3 separate regions of the Ovis aries genome follow, and all the other regions are linked to region 1. A link is a contact called in public Hi-C data. All regions are on one chromosome and are shown on one strand. Each heading gives the region's core, a stretch centred on a gene start, on an enhancer-like site or on the middle of the called end of the contact. The rest is flanking DNA. Distances are from core to core; before and after follow the strand shown. Region 1 has its middle 100 kb from the start of TRNAS-GGA. Region 2 overlaps LOC106990843 (a long non-coding RNA gene). Region 3 has its middle 49 kb from the start of TRNAS-GGA.

What was found. A called contact is a pair of places that touch in the nucleus more often than the background predicts.
Region 2: a Hi-C map of liver shows a contact between it and region 1, with 7 times the contacts expected there. The contact joins two enhancer-like sites. A contact is called at or near these places in 3 of 16 Hi-C or Micro-C datasets (liver and mixed tissues).
Region 3: a Hi-C map of liver shows a contact between it and region 1, with 5 times the contacts expected there. The contact joins two enhancer-like sites. A contact is called at or near these places in 3 of 16 Hi-C or Micro-C datasets (liver, mixed tissues and tail adipose tissue).

The regions. Positions count from the first base shown.
Region 1 is chr1:33,784,542-33,789,659 of ARS-UI_Ramb_v3.0, reverse strand. No RefSeq gene overlaps it. Among named protein-coding and RNA genes, the nearest start is that of TRNAS-GGA, 100 kb to the right of the region's middle. Within about 2 kb of position 2,164, at least 22 of the 54 cell types and tissues checked have an H3K27ac peak or open chromatin away from gene starts, as enhancers often do. A contact at or near this core is called in liver, where this site is marked.
Region 2 is chr1:33,531,588-33,536,705 of ARS-UI_Ramb_v3.0, reverse strand. LOC106990843 (a long non-coding RNA gene) reads right to left here. Exons shown (of 3, transcript XR_001433726.4): 3 at 1,229-4,014. Among named protein-coding and RNA genes, the nearest start is that of JUN, 37 kb to the right of the region's middle. Within about 2 kb of position 2,870, at least 45 of the 54 cell types and tissues checked have an H3K27ac peak or open chromatin away from gene starts, as enhancers often do. A contact at or near this core is called in liver, where this site is marked.
Region 3 is chr1:33,631,016-33,636,133 of ARS-UI_Ramb_v3.0, reverse strand. No RefSeq gene overlaps it. Among named protein-coding and RNA genes, the nearest start is that of TRNAS-GGA, 49 kb to the left of the region's middle. Within about 2 kb of position 2,868, at least 9 of the 54 cell types and tissues checked have an H3K27ac peak or open chromatin away from gene starts, as enhancers often do. A contact at or near this core is called in liver, where this site is marked.

The DNA of each region.
Region 1 (5,118 bases), core at 915-3,414:
TTAAGTATTCCAAGCCTTCCGGGCAAGGTGACTGCACTTCCTTTCCCTCAAGGGGAATGTCCCATCCAGTTTTGCTTTCCAGTAAACACCTGCACCTCCTTCCCATCTCTGCAGAGTATCTTTTTTTCCCCCCTTTTTAGATCCACACTCCAGCTTTCTCCATTTGCGCTGTGCCCAAGAAGTTGATCTGTGGGGATGGCATCAGTGGGTGCTTGTCCGGTTGGGAACTTCAGAAGAAAGGAGGGAATGCCTTCCTCCCTGCAAGCACATTGGAGCTGGCATGTCCCTCACTGCTCCTCCTAAGGTGATCAACTCTGCAGGATGCTCCCTCCCCTTGTGGGAAAAGGTCAGCAGCTACTAAGCTCCTGTACTCACCCTGTGATTCTTCTACCTCTGCATCTTTGCAGATAAGCCCTCTTCTAAACACAGATGAAATGATTGGCTGTTGAGACCCTAATGGGTGCAGCACAAGCCCAGGGCGTCCTTTGTAGGCACCTGCCTGTTACATCAGTCTCCCCATGGCTCAGCAGGTAAAGATTCTGGCTGCAATGCCAGAGACGTGGGAGACTCAGGAGACATGGGAGACATGGGTTTGATCCCTGGTCTAGGAAGATCCCTCAGAGGAGGAAATGGCAACTCACTCCAGTATTCTTGTCTAGAAAATCCCATGGACAGAGGAGCCAGGTAGGCTACAGTTCACAGGGTCACAAAGAGTCAGACACACACACACACACACACACACACACACACACACGTTACTCACAATGCTCTGTTTGCTCCCCAGGGTCACAAAGAGTCAGACACACACACACACACACACACACCGGTTACTCACAATGCTCTGTTTGCTCCCCAGGGTCACAAAGAGTCAGACACACACACACACACACACACACACACCGGTTACTCACAATGCTCTGTTTGCTCCCCAGGGTCACAAAGAGTCAGACACACACACACACACACACACACGCACGCACGCACGCACGCACACACGCACGCACGCACGCACACACACGCACGCACACCGGTTACTCACAATGCTCTGTTTGCTCCCCTGTCTGCCCTACCAGATTGCTTTGTTTCACCTTGCTTTAGAAATTTAAAGTGGCCCACCCACATTTAGTGATTAGCTTCTACACCCTGGGCTCTGGCCCAGGCACAGCAGATTCAGAGGTTAATAGATGATTATCCTTGACCTTGAAGATCCCCCACTCTAGTGCCAGAGATATGCTGTAGGCTCTGTCTGTGGCTCTGAGCACAGGACTAGTTAACAGTGGGCTCATGTTCAAATCCCGGTTCCAGCACTGACGAGCCATGTAATCTGGGTGAGTTCATCTTTCTGAGCCTCAGTTTCTCATCTGTAAATTGAAATAACAGAAGCTCCTTCAGAAGAGTGGTTATAAGGATTAAAGTAGCACTCTATGAACATCCATTATTGTTTTTATTATAGCCAGTGCTTAGTTGCATGCATGCATTCTCAGTTGCTCAGTGGTGTCTGACTCTTTGCAACCCCAGGGACTGTAGCCCAGCAGGTTCCTCTGTCCCTGGGATTTTCCAGGCAAGAATACTGGAGTGGGTGACCATTTCCTCCTCTAGGGGATCCTCCTGACCCAGGGATCAAATCTGTACCTCTTGCATCTCCTGAATTGGCAGGTGGATTCTTAACTCACCCACCTGAGAGGCCCAGGTGCTTAGTTAGGGTATATGAAATAATGACTGAATTTATTCTCTCTATTGCTCTCTCTAACAACACTTTTTCCATCCTTCCCCACTATATGTATTCCAAATAGACAATAAAAATACTTCCTTTCCCCATCTGACAGATGAAGAATTTAGGAGTGAATGAATGAATAAATGACTATCTAACCTACTCAGCCTGTTCTGCATCCCCCACTTCCTCCTGGTGGCCATAGCTGCACTGTTTGGGAAGCTGAGAGCTCTGAGCCCTGGAGAAGTGATCCTGGCTTTCTCTCTAGGGGATGTGCCAAGAGCTCACCATTATTTGGTCTGTGTCTAACACGGTTTGGGTGCAGGTGCTTCTGGGCTTTGTAAACACTGGGCCTCTGGGCTCTGCCCCAGAAGCCTCCAGCTTCCCAGAACCGGTGGCCCCAGTTCCTGTTCAGCAGCTGCTCTTTCTGTAAGGCCTTTGCAAGCCTCAGTGCTCCTTCTGGTAAGTGCAGGGGCCAGGAGGGAGGTTCCACTTTCACATTCACTACCACACCCACAGGAGGGAGATTTCTTAATGTGGAGGGGAAATTTCCTTTCTCTTTAGGCCTAACCTCAAGCTTGCTGCTGAACTCATTTTTTCAGGACATACTCAATTTTCTGTTGAGGCTCAGGTGTCCCCAAGATCTAAACTTGGATTGCTCCAGAAACAAGGGAGACCCATGGCCCTGCTGAGCCCCTGCAGCAGGCACGCTCTATGCTCAAGTGCGCACTACATGCATCCTGATGTGGCCTGCCCCTGCCCCATTTTACAGATGTGGGGACTGAGGCTCAGGGCAATGGAATAACTAGAGCTGAAATGTTCAGATGGGGCAATCTTCCTCGTAGAGCTTCGGAACAGTTGGAAATGGCCACAGAAAGGAAATCCCCAGATGGAATTAATCTTGGCTGCCTGTCTACACATGCCTAACTCTGTTCCTTTGCTTCCTGTAATCTGCCTGTTTATTTGTGTCCATATCTGTGTCTCCTACTTGACTGCCCCTCCTCAAGGGCAGAGAAGGTGACTCGTTTATGCCCTTTCCCTGGTCCCAGCACAAGGCCTGAGGCAGAAAGAGATTGCTGCTCTAAGAAGTTAAAAGTATGAGAGCAAGCCAGTGTGTCTCGTGGTGGAGAGTTAGTGGTGGGGAACTGCAGGGCAAGGCTGGAGATAAAACCAAGGCTGAATCCTGCAGGCCATGGTGAAGCATCTGTCTTTAATTCTAAGGGGAAAAGGAAGCCACTTAAGGCTTTTGAGCAGGGCCCTTACATGTTGTACTGTGTGTACTCAGTCACTCAGTTATGTCTGACTCTTTGCAATCCCATGGCCTGTAGCCCACCAGGCTCCTCTGTTCAGGGACTTTTCCAGGCAAGAATACTGGAGGAGGTTGTCATTTGCTACTTCAGGGGATCTTCCTAACCCAAGGGTTGAAGCTGCATCTCTGATGTCTCCTGCATTGGCGAGCAGATTATTTACCACTGTGCCACCATGCTACAACAAAGTAATCTGGCTGTAGTGTGGGAAACAGATTGGAAAGTAACAGATGAGGAAGCTCAGTGAGGAGCTGTCCCAGTGGACCAGGCAAGAGATAAGAGAATCTCTTGAGGTCACTGCTTCTCAGACTTGAGCGGGCATCAGAATCCCCTGGAAGGCCTGTTAAAGCCCAGCTTGCTGGCCCCACCCCCAGTTTCTGATTCAGTGGGTCTGGGGTGGGACCCACCGAAGAATTTGTACTTCTAGCAAGGTCCCAGGTGGTGAGGATGCTGCTGATCTCCGAGGACCACTGGCTTTAGGGAAAGAGAAGAGGGAAAGGATGAGTGAGACAGTCTTATCCTCGAAGACCTTCATCTCATGGGAGCACAGTGTGACTAGAGAAGTGGAGGCATCTGCACTTTGATAGCCCAGGGAAGGAACTCTCCACCAGTTTGGGGTGGAAGAGGGGGTCAGAGGAAACTTTCTGGAAGAGGGAACTCTTGAATTCAGTTACAATAGTTAAGTAGGAGTTAACCAGGTGAGAAAGATCAGCAGGAAAAATGGGAAGGAAAAGATGCTCAAATCAGAGGGCAAACCTTGAGCAAAGGCAAGGAGATGAGGAATAGTGAGATTTGTTTGAGCAATTGAACAACAGACTTCAAAATGAAGACAGTATATCAAGAAGGGCTTTGCATGCCTTACAAATTAAAGAGTTTGGACTTGATTCTGTGGATCAGAGGTTTGGAAACTATTTTAGGAGGAGGAGGGACTGGGAATTATGTGGTGTGAGAGATGTCACAGACCCCTCTGAGAATCTGAACAAAGTTGATGTGTACACAAATAGAACTAGGGTGTACATTTCGGGATGTTCACAGATTTGCTGAAGGCTATCCATAAACTTTAAAAACCCACAAACAAACTCAAATCTCTGCAGTGGATGATGGATTTTAAGCAGATAGTTATCTTAATTAAGTTTTAGTTTAGAAAGAACTCTCACTGGCCAAGTAAACAATAGATTTGAGCAGAGGTAACTGAGTGAAAGGTAATATATAACAGGGTGGGAAGGGACCAGTTTAACACCTATAACACAAGTGTTAGGTTGATAAGTGTCAAGATCAGACTTGCTTTTTAGCAAAGTCACTGCTCAGTTCAAGATGTATTGCTTGGGAGCTGAGTTCAGAGGCTGTGTTTGCCTGGCTATAAACCAGCAGGAAGGAGCCCATCTACACCCTCACCCCACCTACTAGAATCTGCTGGTCATCAGTCAGCTGAGGCCCAGATATCCCAGGCCTTTGAGGGACAGAAGCCAAGGACGTGAAGGAAGGCAGCACTCTGATGAGCTGGGGAGAGGCCAAAAGGACAAAGTGGGGTAGTGAGTTTTGGAGAGGTGGCCAGAGTGTCAGTCCTTCCGAAGGTTTTGCAATAGCCCTAGGAAGTGAACAGAACTAAGATGATTATCTCTGTTGAACAGATGAGACACCAAAGGCCAGAAAAGGTGAGAACCTGCCAAAAGACACGGAGCAAACATCAAGGCGGACCTGAGAAGAGAACTCGTCAATACTGGATTCTTGGGTCAGTATCTCTCATCTTAATCTGACCCTGGTGCAAATTTTGCCATAGCTGTAGCCCGTGGCTCTGTAATCGTGTAATTCTGTGATTCTAGCAAAAGGTTGTCTACAGTTAACTCAATTCAAAGGAATATCTGCCTTTTCACTTCAAAACCATACCGTCAACCACCTGTGAAGTTTAGAGCCAGCCACTTGTCCTCTCTGTCTCAAGTTTTCTCTTCACCTATAAAATAAGAGGATAGCACTCAATGTCCACAAAGCCTTCATCTTCTCTGGACTATAGTGGTCTACAAAGGCTTCAGTGATCCAAAATGCTGCCCCACAGCCTGGATGAGAGGGGAGTTTGGGGAAGAATGGATGCATGTGTATGTA
Region 2 (5,118 bases), core at 1,621-4,120, 250 kb after region 1:
GATGAGGCCTGGAAGGATAACATACTCTGGAACTCCAGGTGATCAAGTTAGTTTCAAGTGTGGACCCTAAGCTAAGGCATGGTGAGATACCAAACAGAGAGGCAAGCAGGGTGTTGAAACAAAAGACACCACACATGAAGGGAGCCAGCCAGTCAGACCCGAGTGCAGGTGCTGACCATGTCACTAGCAATTCATTCCTCTCTGGGCTTTACTTCCCAGGAAGGAATTGACCAGGAGGTGAGAGGTGTGAGCAGCTCTCACTGGGGTGGGTGGAGGTGAGGAGCTAGAACCCAAAGCTCTGAAGAGGCTTATTGGGTTTAAAAACAAAATACTGAAGATGGGATTTCCCTGGCGGTTCAGGGACTCTGCGGTTTAAGACTCTGCGCTTCCAAAGCAGGGGGATGTGTGGACACAGGTTGGATCCCTGGTAGGGGAACTAAGATCCCAAATGCCACAGAGCATGGCTGCAAAGCAAAAGAACAAACAAAAGAACAAACAAAAAACCTGAAAATGTGAAAATGCTGTCCCTTTGCTTTGTTTTGAATCATAATATGTATTTTTAATTTGAAACTCATTCAGAAAAGGCTTTTGCATTTATCTACAGTGACCTGGATTTCATAAAGAGGCAGAGAAACCCCGGTTGAGGGCAACTTAAAGTCCCCTCTGATTCTTGCCTCCAGGTCTAAGATGACTGACAGCCAGGCATACGGGAAAAAGAAGAGAGGTGCAGTGAATTGGCCGCTGAATTTAGGATTAGACCCAAATTGCAACTCAGATTATACTACTTACTCCCTGGTGAGACAGGCAAGTTAACGAACTTTTTAGAGTGTCAATTTCTTCCTCGATAACATGATGTTTTCCTCACAAGTTCATTTTGCAATTAATTTGAAATAATGGACTTATAAGCATCTAGCACATAGTAGGTATTCAATAAAAATCAGTTGACTGGAAAATATTCAGTGGTCTCTCTGCATCCCAGTCCCTAATCATAAAGACTTCCCTTGAGTGTCTACCATTTGCTGAACCCTCTCCACAGCTATCTCATGTTCAAGGAGAAACTCACAGTTTAATGTTTTGTCATCAGTTCAGCTCATTGCATTGTCTAAGGGTGGTTTAACCCTCAGAATACAGCATTGCTGGATGATGGGAATTTAGGGCATGCTGCCTGGGAATTCAGGGCATGCTGCCTGGAACCAGACCAGGATTCAAATCTTCTAAAATTTAAAGCTTTTTTTTTTTTTTTTTTTTTTTTTACTCTGGAAACCTATCCACTGCATGCTTTTATTTCCAACCGTTAAGCACTTTCCCCCCTTACTTTCCACATTTAACTCAAGGCTTCATATGCAAAAGGCAAGCTTGAAACGATCATAACATTTAAGCAATGAATATAACGACAGCTTAAACTTGCATCGCAGGAAGATCTACATTCTATATTTAATAGCTTTAGTCATTTACAGCAAGAGTTATCACAGGCGCCCCAAAGAGGGAGGCTTGGAGAGGGAGAATTCTGCACCTTTGATTAAAGATGTCGTAGTCATAAGCTGTTTTGGAAATGATTAAGTGATAAATACAGTAAGTTCATCCTCAGTTCTGGGAACCCCACAGCACAGACAGTAATTTTCAGAGGCAGAAGCAATCATTATTATTTAAAGGTCTAAGCCTTAGTGTATTCGCTAAGTACAGGGAAGGAGGAACTCAGGTACCGGGAGTACCTACTAGACACTAAGTTCTCCATCACCTAAAACATCTAATGTCCACCCTCCAAGTAAAGACTTGTAACTAGACCACAAAAATAGGGGAAGAGGGACATTCACAATGTCAATTACCTCCCTGCCCCAGGCGCACACAATGCACCTGTAAAACATGATCAAGTGCCTACAATGCTTAAGAATACGCAAGGAAGGCGGGCAAACTAAGAAAGGAGATCTTGCCCTTTGTTGAGGAGATGGCTGTGTGCCATCATTATTCCTGTCTGCATCCCCAGACCCTGCCTCCTACATCTGGTGGGAGTTAGGAACACGGAATAGGAAGCCAGATTTTGCCGCTCTGTGCAAATCCTACTTAGTAGCTGAGTGACCTTAGATAATCATTTAACCTCTCTGTCTCAGTTTCCTATTTGTGAAATGGAAAATGGTAATATCTCTGTCATACTGCAATTGTGTAGGATGAAAGGCACTCATAAGTGCAAAATGCTTAAGACAATGATGGCAAGTAATGAGTTGCAAACATAACCGCGTGTAGTCTTGCCAGATGCTGGGGAGGGCCGTCTGTCCTCATCCCCACCCTGTGACGGCAATTGCAATGAAGCTCTCTTTTCCAGGTGGGGGAACGAAGAAAGTCCATCTGCCCAGGTCATCCAGTTCTGAATTGGCCTGAGAGTCCCACCCAGGCCCGCCTAGCAATAACAGTAAAACAGCATTTGTTTTTTTCTTTTTAATGTTCTAGACCTTTACAGCTAGGTACACATTTACTTCTCACAGCAATTACATGAGGTAAGACTCGTTAACTCCCATTTTACAGATGCAGAAACTGAGAGAGAGTTTAGGTAATTTTCTTAAGACCTTAGTGTTAGCAAATACCAGGGGCGGATTTAAGGTCAAGCCTAAGAACCTGACTGTTTCCACGCGCAAGGACAGGGCCGCCGGTCCCAGGACCTGAAGCTGGACGGGCTGATCAAAAGCCCCCTGCACCTTTTAGCCCCTGTTGGGAGGAGGGGTTTGGGACCGGGATTCTCAGGTCCGGGATGGGTCCCCCGGGCTGGGAGCAGGGGCGGGGCCTGCAGCGTCCGCGCCTGCGCGGGGCGGGGCCGTCGAGAGCTGTCTGGGAGCACGCCTACCGCACGCTCGCCCCGCGGGAACCCCGGCTGCGGCCCCGCCCGCGCGCTTTACCCGTTGCCCTCCCTGGCCTGTCGCGCGCGCGTCCCTTTCGCTTTTAGCCCCAGCTGCGCTGACTGCTCGCGATTACTCAGACTCGTTTCTTCGGTTGGCGGAGTGACAAAAATCGGCAGTGGCTATCCGAGGACACCTGTTTACAAACAGGACCCCCGCCCCCAGCCGAAAGCACCCCAGGCCGAGAGCCCGGAAATCTCGGTTCTCCTCCCACTCCGCCTCTCGCTCTCAGTGGGACTGGTTTCGGGCCTCAGTTTGCCTGTTTGTGTACTTCAGGTCAAGAATGTGTGTGCAATCGAACGAAAGGTGTGCGAGGTGGAAACAGCCTGACATTTAAGTCTTCTGTTTTCAGCTATCATTATTTTAAAATTATATTCTTCTCCATCGTAATCTATTTTAATAAATATATATTTAATTTTAAAAAAAGAATATGATTGGTCACCGAGGAAAAGTAGTCTTGTTACTTTTCCCGTGCTTCGAGTCCACTTGTTTGAAATACCAGCAGCTCTGGAAGGCCCTTTCAACTCCCTACGATCTGTTAATCTGATTCGTGTATTTTTTTTTTTCCTTCTCCTTTAAGACTTTTACAGTCTCGCTGGTGACCGGTGGGGTGGTTTTGCAGCCAGCTATACTCGGTTAGAATTTCTTGGTTTGCCACTTTTTTCGCCTATGGCACCTCGGTCAAGCCACTTACACTTGGTGAGCCTCAGTCTCTCGTCTATAAAATGGAGAGGATACTCCCAGGGTCGCGGGGAGAATTCAGGACGATACTTGTCAAGGGCCTGTCACGCGCGGGGTGACCCACGGAAGAGGGTGCAGGTGGGTGGGGACTTTCACGTGCTAGGTTTCTCCGCTCGGCTCGTTCTGAGGGGCCCGGAGTGCCGCCCCCGCGCGACGGCTGAGCGTGGCGGGCTCTCGGCCTCTCCCGGCCCGGCTGAGGCGGTCGTACCGGTTCCGAACCCTTCCCCCACCGGCCGGCTTCTGGCTGCAACCTGCAGGCAGAACGCCAGGCTTTATTTACACAAAAGCAGCGGGTGGAAGCTGGCCTTGTATGGACGAAAGAAACGTTGGCGGGCCGGGAACGTCGCCGGGGGAGGCAGTACAAAGCGGTTCTCCTGATAGGAATCTGTGAATAAATAAATAACGCGAATCAAAGAACGCATTGGAATGCCCTCCTAGGATCACAGAAACAGGACCTAAAGGCAGCCTTCGGAATCCTTCCACACGTCCCGCCCTATCTGATAACTTGTCAAAGAGGTTGATTCTGGAGTTATTATCAAACCAGGACTCCTGCCACCCAGATCCTACGGTCCTAGGGTGGCCTCTGGGGCGCACCTTCCGGGCTGGGAGTGAGACCTGGGTCTGAAACAAAGAGAAAGGGAACCCCGTTTTATCGTGGCTCAGACGGTAAAGCGTCTGTCTACAATGCGGGAGACCCAGGTTCGAGCCCTGGGTCGGGAAGATCCCCTGGAGAAGGAAATGGCAACCCACTCCAGTACCCTTGCCTGGAAAATCCCATGGACTGAGGAGTCTGGTAGGCAATAGTCCATGGGTCGCAAAGAGTCGGACACGACTGAGCAACTCCACTACTCCACTACTCAGGTGCTAGGCATCGTTCCTATGCGGTTTCATGACTCCTCACACCACGCTTTGAGCAGGATCCCGTACTCTGGTAGGCAGGGGAAGTTAACTGCTCCAGAACACAAAAGCCGGTAGATGGGACTGAATTCCAATACAGTTCTGTCCCTGGTTCCTTCCATCCAACCTTCCTGCCCCTGGCAGGGGGCAAGGATAAAGCGCAAAAGGCGCGTTTGCAACTACAGACAGTGGTGCGATGACCTAGCTGTTTCTGGGCGCCGCCCCTTCCCTCCTTTTTCTTTACCTACCTACAGGATGTCCAAAGCCTCTTCCAGTTCTACCTATCAGCTGATTCGCTGCTGCCGCGCCCGCTCGCCTAATTTAGCAGCCGGAAGTCGCACGCCCGGCGACCGCTGACCTAGAGCCCTTAGTCTTATCATTGCCAAAGCCAGTGTTGGCCCAGAGGACACACAGGTGCGCCCAGGGCACGTATTTCTCCAGCCTCCGCCCTAGTCACGGGGCTGCATCCGGTCCAGGAGCCAAGGAAACTGGTCCAGCGGCTCCTTTCCCGGCAGGGCCCCGCCCACGCCCACCCCAGCGGAGGCCCAGAACAGGTTTCTTCACTTTCCCTGGCCCAGCTCCCGCCTCGGGC
Region 3 (5,118 bases), core at 1,619-4,118, 150 kb after region 1:
ACTGGTTCCTTTCCCCGACCTTCTCCAGACCTGTAGGCCCTGGACTCTGAAAGCTTGAAACAGCTGTTCACATGCCGAATTTTGCTCCCAGGGACTAATGTCCCTTAAGCCAAGGTTAGAAAGCCGACTCCAGAACTACGCTTACATTTGAGTGCTGAATTAGAAGCAGGGAATATGGCTGACTGGCTTATTTAATTAATAAGAAAAGTTTTGAAAAGGGGCAATTTAAAATCAACAAACATGCCAAGGAAATTGAAAAGCTAGAGTTCACCCACAATTTCGTATGTGGGTTTCATGTGTCATTGGAAGAGTACATTACGAATGAATAATGGGCCTTCCAAAACCAAGTTAATGTTTTACTAACTGTAAGAGCAGTGATTGTTTTTGGAGCAAATTAACCAAACGGTCCGTGTACAACATTAGAATAATACTTGAATTTCCTACTACTTTATGACAATAGATCCCAATAAATTCATTATTCAGAATTCTCCAGTGATCATGTGTCTATTACTAAGTCAAAAGGTATGGAAGAGAAAAAAAAAGGTATTTCACTTTGGACCTAGAATGCCATCACACGCCTACATGAATCCCCCCGAACCTCCTTCTTTTTGTGGGATCTGGAAAGGACAGACATGACGTGCCCAAGGCCCTGGGGGCTGGGGTTGTCAGTGGCTCACGCAGCAAGCATTTGGCCCTTCAGTTGAGAGAGGAAATCGGAGAGGGCAGAGGCCCAGCCAGACCTAAAGGGATGAGCTGCACAGAGAGGGAGGGAGAAGGGCAGGAATCTTATTAGCAAAACCAGCTGCCTGCCAAGTAGGGCATGTGTCTGAATTTCTGAAGAAAAGAGAGAATTGCAGCTGTTAGTTCTAACCTCAGGCCTTCAAAGATCAGGAAGAAAGTGGAGGATGATGGTGGGGGCGGTGGGGGGATGGGGTACACTACTCTTTATTCTCCAAACAAACTCCTTGTATCTTCTAAGTTAATATCCCTTAACCTCACACCTCCCCATCCATACCTAGAGCCATGTCATACACCTGTCCCAAGAACTCTTTTCTGATCTAACTTGGGAAAGAATCTCTCTCTTCCTCCCCATGTGCCTCAGGAACTCTGTGTCCTCTTTTCAGACATCTCACAAAGTTCTTATAATGTATGCCTGCCAACCTTCTTCCTTCTTTTCCCCCTCTTATCTTTCCCTTTAATAGCTTTAGAGAGGTATGCGCTGAGCATGTGCGCATGCCAACTCACTTCAGTCATGTCCGACTCTTTGTGACCCCATGGACTTAGCCTGCCAGGCTCCTCTGTGGATGGAACCCTCCAAGCAAGGATTGGGTTGCCATGCCCTCCTTCAGGGGATCTTCCCAACTCAGGGATCCAACCCATGCTTCTTATGTCTCCTGCATTGTCTTTTAGCACCGTTGCCACCTGGGAAGGCCTTATAGAGGGTCCTGCGTGAATTTAAGTGCACAATTTGATATGCACAGACGTGTGGAATCATCACCACCATCGAGACAGTGTACACACCCCTCACCTCAAATGGTCTTATATCCCCTTGAAATCTTTCCTCCTGCCTCCCTTCCCCGAACAATCAACGATCTGCTTTTTAGCCCTGTAGATCAGCCTGCATTTTCTAGGTGCTTTAGTCACTCAATCATGTCCTCCTCTTTGTGACTCCACGGACTGTAGCCCACCAGGCTCCTCTGTCCATGAGATCTCCCAGGCAACAGTACTGGGGTGGGTTTCCATTTCCTTCTCCAGAGGATCTTTCTGACCCAGGGATCAAACCTGGGTGTCCTGTACTACAAGCAGATTCTTAACCACTGTGCCACCAGGGAGCGGTGGAAAGATATAGCATGACTGTATTTTGACCGTCTTATGCTTCCCTGGTAGCTCAGCTGAGAAAGACCCCATCTGGATTGCGGGAGACCTGGGTTCGATCCCTGGGTTGGAAAGATCCCCTGGAGGAGGCCATGGCAAACTACTCCAGTATTCTTGCCTGGAGAATCCTGTGGACTGATGTTTCTGATGGACTCAGTCCATGAGGTCGCAAAGAGTCGGACACAACTGAGCGAGAACGCACAGCAAATTCACTGAATTACGCTGAACCCGTGCCACCTTCACTCCTCCCTGGAATGTGAGTTTCTGGGTTATGGTGGCAGGGTACAGATGCAGGCATGAAGGAAGACCCCCACCCCCACCCCGTGCCCCCACTACCCGAGGACACTGGTGTGATGCACAGACCTTGGGATGTGATACCAAAACGAACTTGGATCTCAGCCCAGATTCAATCGCTCACTGCCAGCTGTGTAGCCAGGAGGGAGTTATTCGCAACACAAGCCTCAGTTTCCTCATTTAAAAATCGGGGTTGATGATAAACTCCCTTCTCTCTTCTCTCGGGAGAGCTCTGTGAGACTCAATTGAGCCAAGAGATCAAGTGCTCTGTAAACTGTGAAAGGTCAGTCCTGGGCAAGGGATTAAGCTGGGATCAAGGCAGCAGCACGCTGGGAATGCCCCAGCTCCAGGGCTATTTAAAGGCCACCCTGAATCCTGGGAAGATGCCTGGATTGGCAATTCCCCCCAGAAATGGCCAATAGGAGCGGTGCCTGGTGGCCTTTCATCCTGGTCCAGTCACCAAAATGTCAAGGATTCTTTTCCAGTGACCCTCCCCCCTTCCTCCACTGGGGCAGTGTTTATTTACATGGTCTCCCTCCCTCCAGAGAACCGCATGTGACCTGAGGATTCCTCTTCTGGCCTGGAGCCGGCTGATAAGGGCAGCCCATCTGCTGGGGGCTCTAAGAACCTCAGGAACAGGAACCAGGAGCAGGAGGCGGGTGGGGAGCCTGCCAGGCCTGGCCGCGGCTTCCTTTGTCAGAGATTCTCTAGAGCTGACAAGGCAGGAGGGAGGGAAGGAAATAGTCATCTCCCATTCAAAACCCACTTGGCCTATAACATCACCCAGATTTGAGGAAACTTCTATCTCCTTCCATGAACTGGGTTCCTTTTTTACTGTTGATTAGTAAAGCGGGGTGAGGTGAACCAGAAGGACCCAGAGAAGGAGGTTCAAGTTCCGGCAATGTCATTTCTTGTGTGTACTTGGCAAGGCCACTTGCCTCTCCCTCCTGGGGCTTTAGTTAATTTAGAGTTACCATTTGTTGAATGCCTACTATGCATCAGGCATAACACTGCTTTTTCTTTTTCTTTTTTTGCTGTTCCAGGTGGTATGTGGGATCTTCGTTCTCCAACCAGGGAACAAACCTGTGCCCGCTGCATTGGAAGTGTGGATTCTTAACCACTGGACCACCAGGAAAGTCCCAACACTGCTGTATACTATATAGCAACACTTTCTATGTACTTTTTCAGTGTAACCCTCAAAACTATACCAAGAGGTAAATATTCTTCCTCTCATTTTGATAACCTGTCCAAACTCATCTGGGATTTGTGCCAGAATATGAGCTCAGTGCCATCTGACAACAGAATCTATGTTCTTTTGAGAAGCTGAGGACAGAAATGCTCAAGGAATGAACTTAATAATTAAGTTCATTTAATATGAGGAATGCTGCCTACAGTGTCCTTCTCATAAAGAACCATGATGTACTTTTGTGTGTCTATAAGATTCTGAGAAGTCCCAGAATAGAGAAACTTATTTATTTTTTTAACCAAGAATTTTCCATGTTAAATTGATCATCAGTCTGTTTTCCTGTAACATCTATTCAGAGTCTAAAGAATAAGATTCTTCAGAGACTCGCAGTGGGGAGCCACAACTGAAGCAGCATTAAAGGGATTACAGAGTTTATCCTACTAACCATAAGAATTCCATGAACAACACCTTCTTTAAACATCTCCAGGGATGAGAAGCTCATCACCTGATCAGACAGCCTGCTCCATTGTACAAATGCAGCGGTTAGAATAGCACTGCCCAAAAAAGAAAGATACTATGAATCTTCTAGTGTGCATGCTAAGTTGCTTCAGTCGTGTCCGACTCTTTGTGACCCCATGGACTGTAGCCCACCAGGCTCCTCTCTCCATGGGATTCTCCAAGCAGGAATACTGGAGTGGGTTGCCATTTCCTCCTCCAAGGGATCTTCCCAACCCAGGGATCCAAGAGGCATCTCTTTGTATGGGCTGCATTGGCAGGTGGATTCTTTGATGTATTATTTTACCCAACGGATCTAAAAATATCATATTTATGGAACCAATAAACAAATGATGAATGATTTTTTTTTTCCTTTTTAAATTGTCCTTAAAGTCCAGAGTAGCCACATTTCAAGTGCTCCTTGGCTACCTTTAGCCAGTGGCTACCACACTGGAGAGCACAAGGTTAGACGATTCTTCTTTGGGCAGAGCCAAGCTCTTCCTGCCTGTGCCCCCATGCTCCTTGGGTTCAAGGGCACCATCATCACAGCCACCAGCCCTGAGAATGAGTTCTCTTTGGCCACGTCCTTGCACGTCACGCTCCCCTGATGGAGTTCACCCTCAGTCGGGGATCTGCTGAGTTCTGGGTCTGCCTTGGAAAGGACTTCCCAACACTAACTGAATGTGTTAGTCACTCAGTTGTGTCCAACTCTGCGAGTCCATGGACTAGCCTGCCAGGCTCCTCTGTCCGTGGGATTCTCCAGGCAAGAATACTGGAGTGGGTAACCATTCCCTTCTCCAAGGGATCTTCCCAACCCAGGGATCGAACTCAGGTCTCCTGTACTACAGGCAGATTCTTTATTGTCTGAGCCACCAGGGAAGCCTCCCAACACTAAAATGTCATATAAATGCAAGGCCTCTTTCTCCTAATTCCTACTGGGTCAGACTTTCAGTCACCCAGGGTTTTAGGGGTCTCACACCCTGTTATTTTACATTAAACCTACAGGCAGCTGTTAATGCAATGCCAGACCTAGGATGATTCCTTTCTGCTCCCTGGGTCTCAGGTTTCCCATATATCAAATATAAATTTGAGTTTTCTATGATTCTGTCCCTTCCTACCTCTTTTTATCTGCTACCACTCTTTCAGTCTTCTGACTCAGTTTCCCTTTAAACTACATTTCAGTTAGAATTCAGGCATAGTTATAGCCTTCCATATGCCATAATAATGAGCATTTTCCCAGAGTTTGCCACATGTCAAGCATGGTGTGC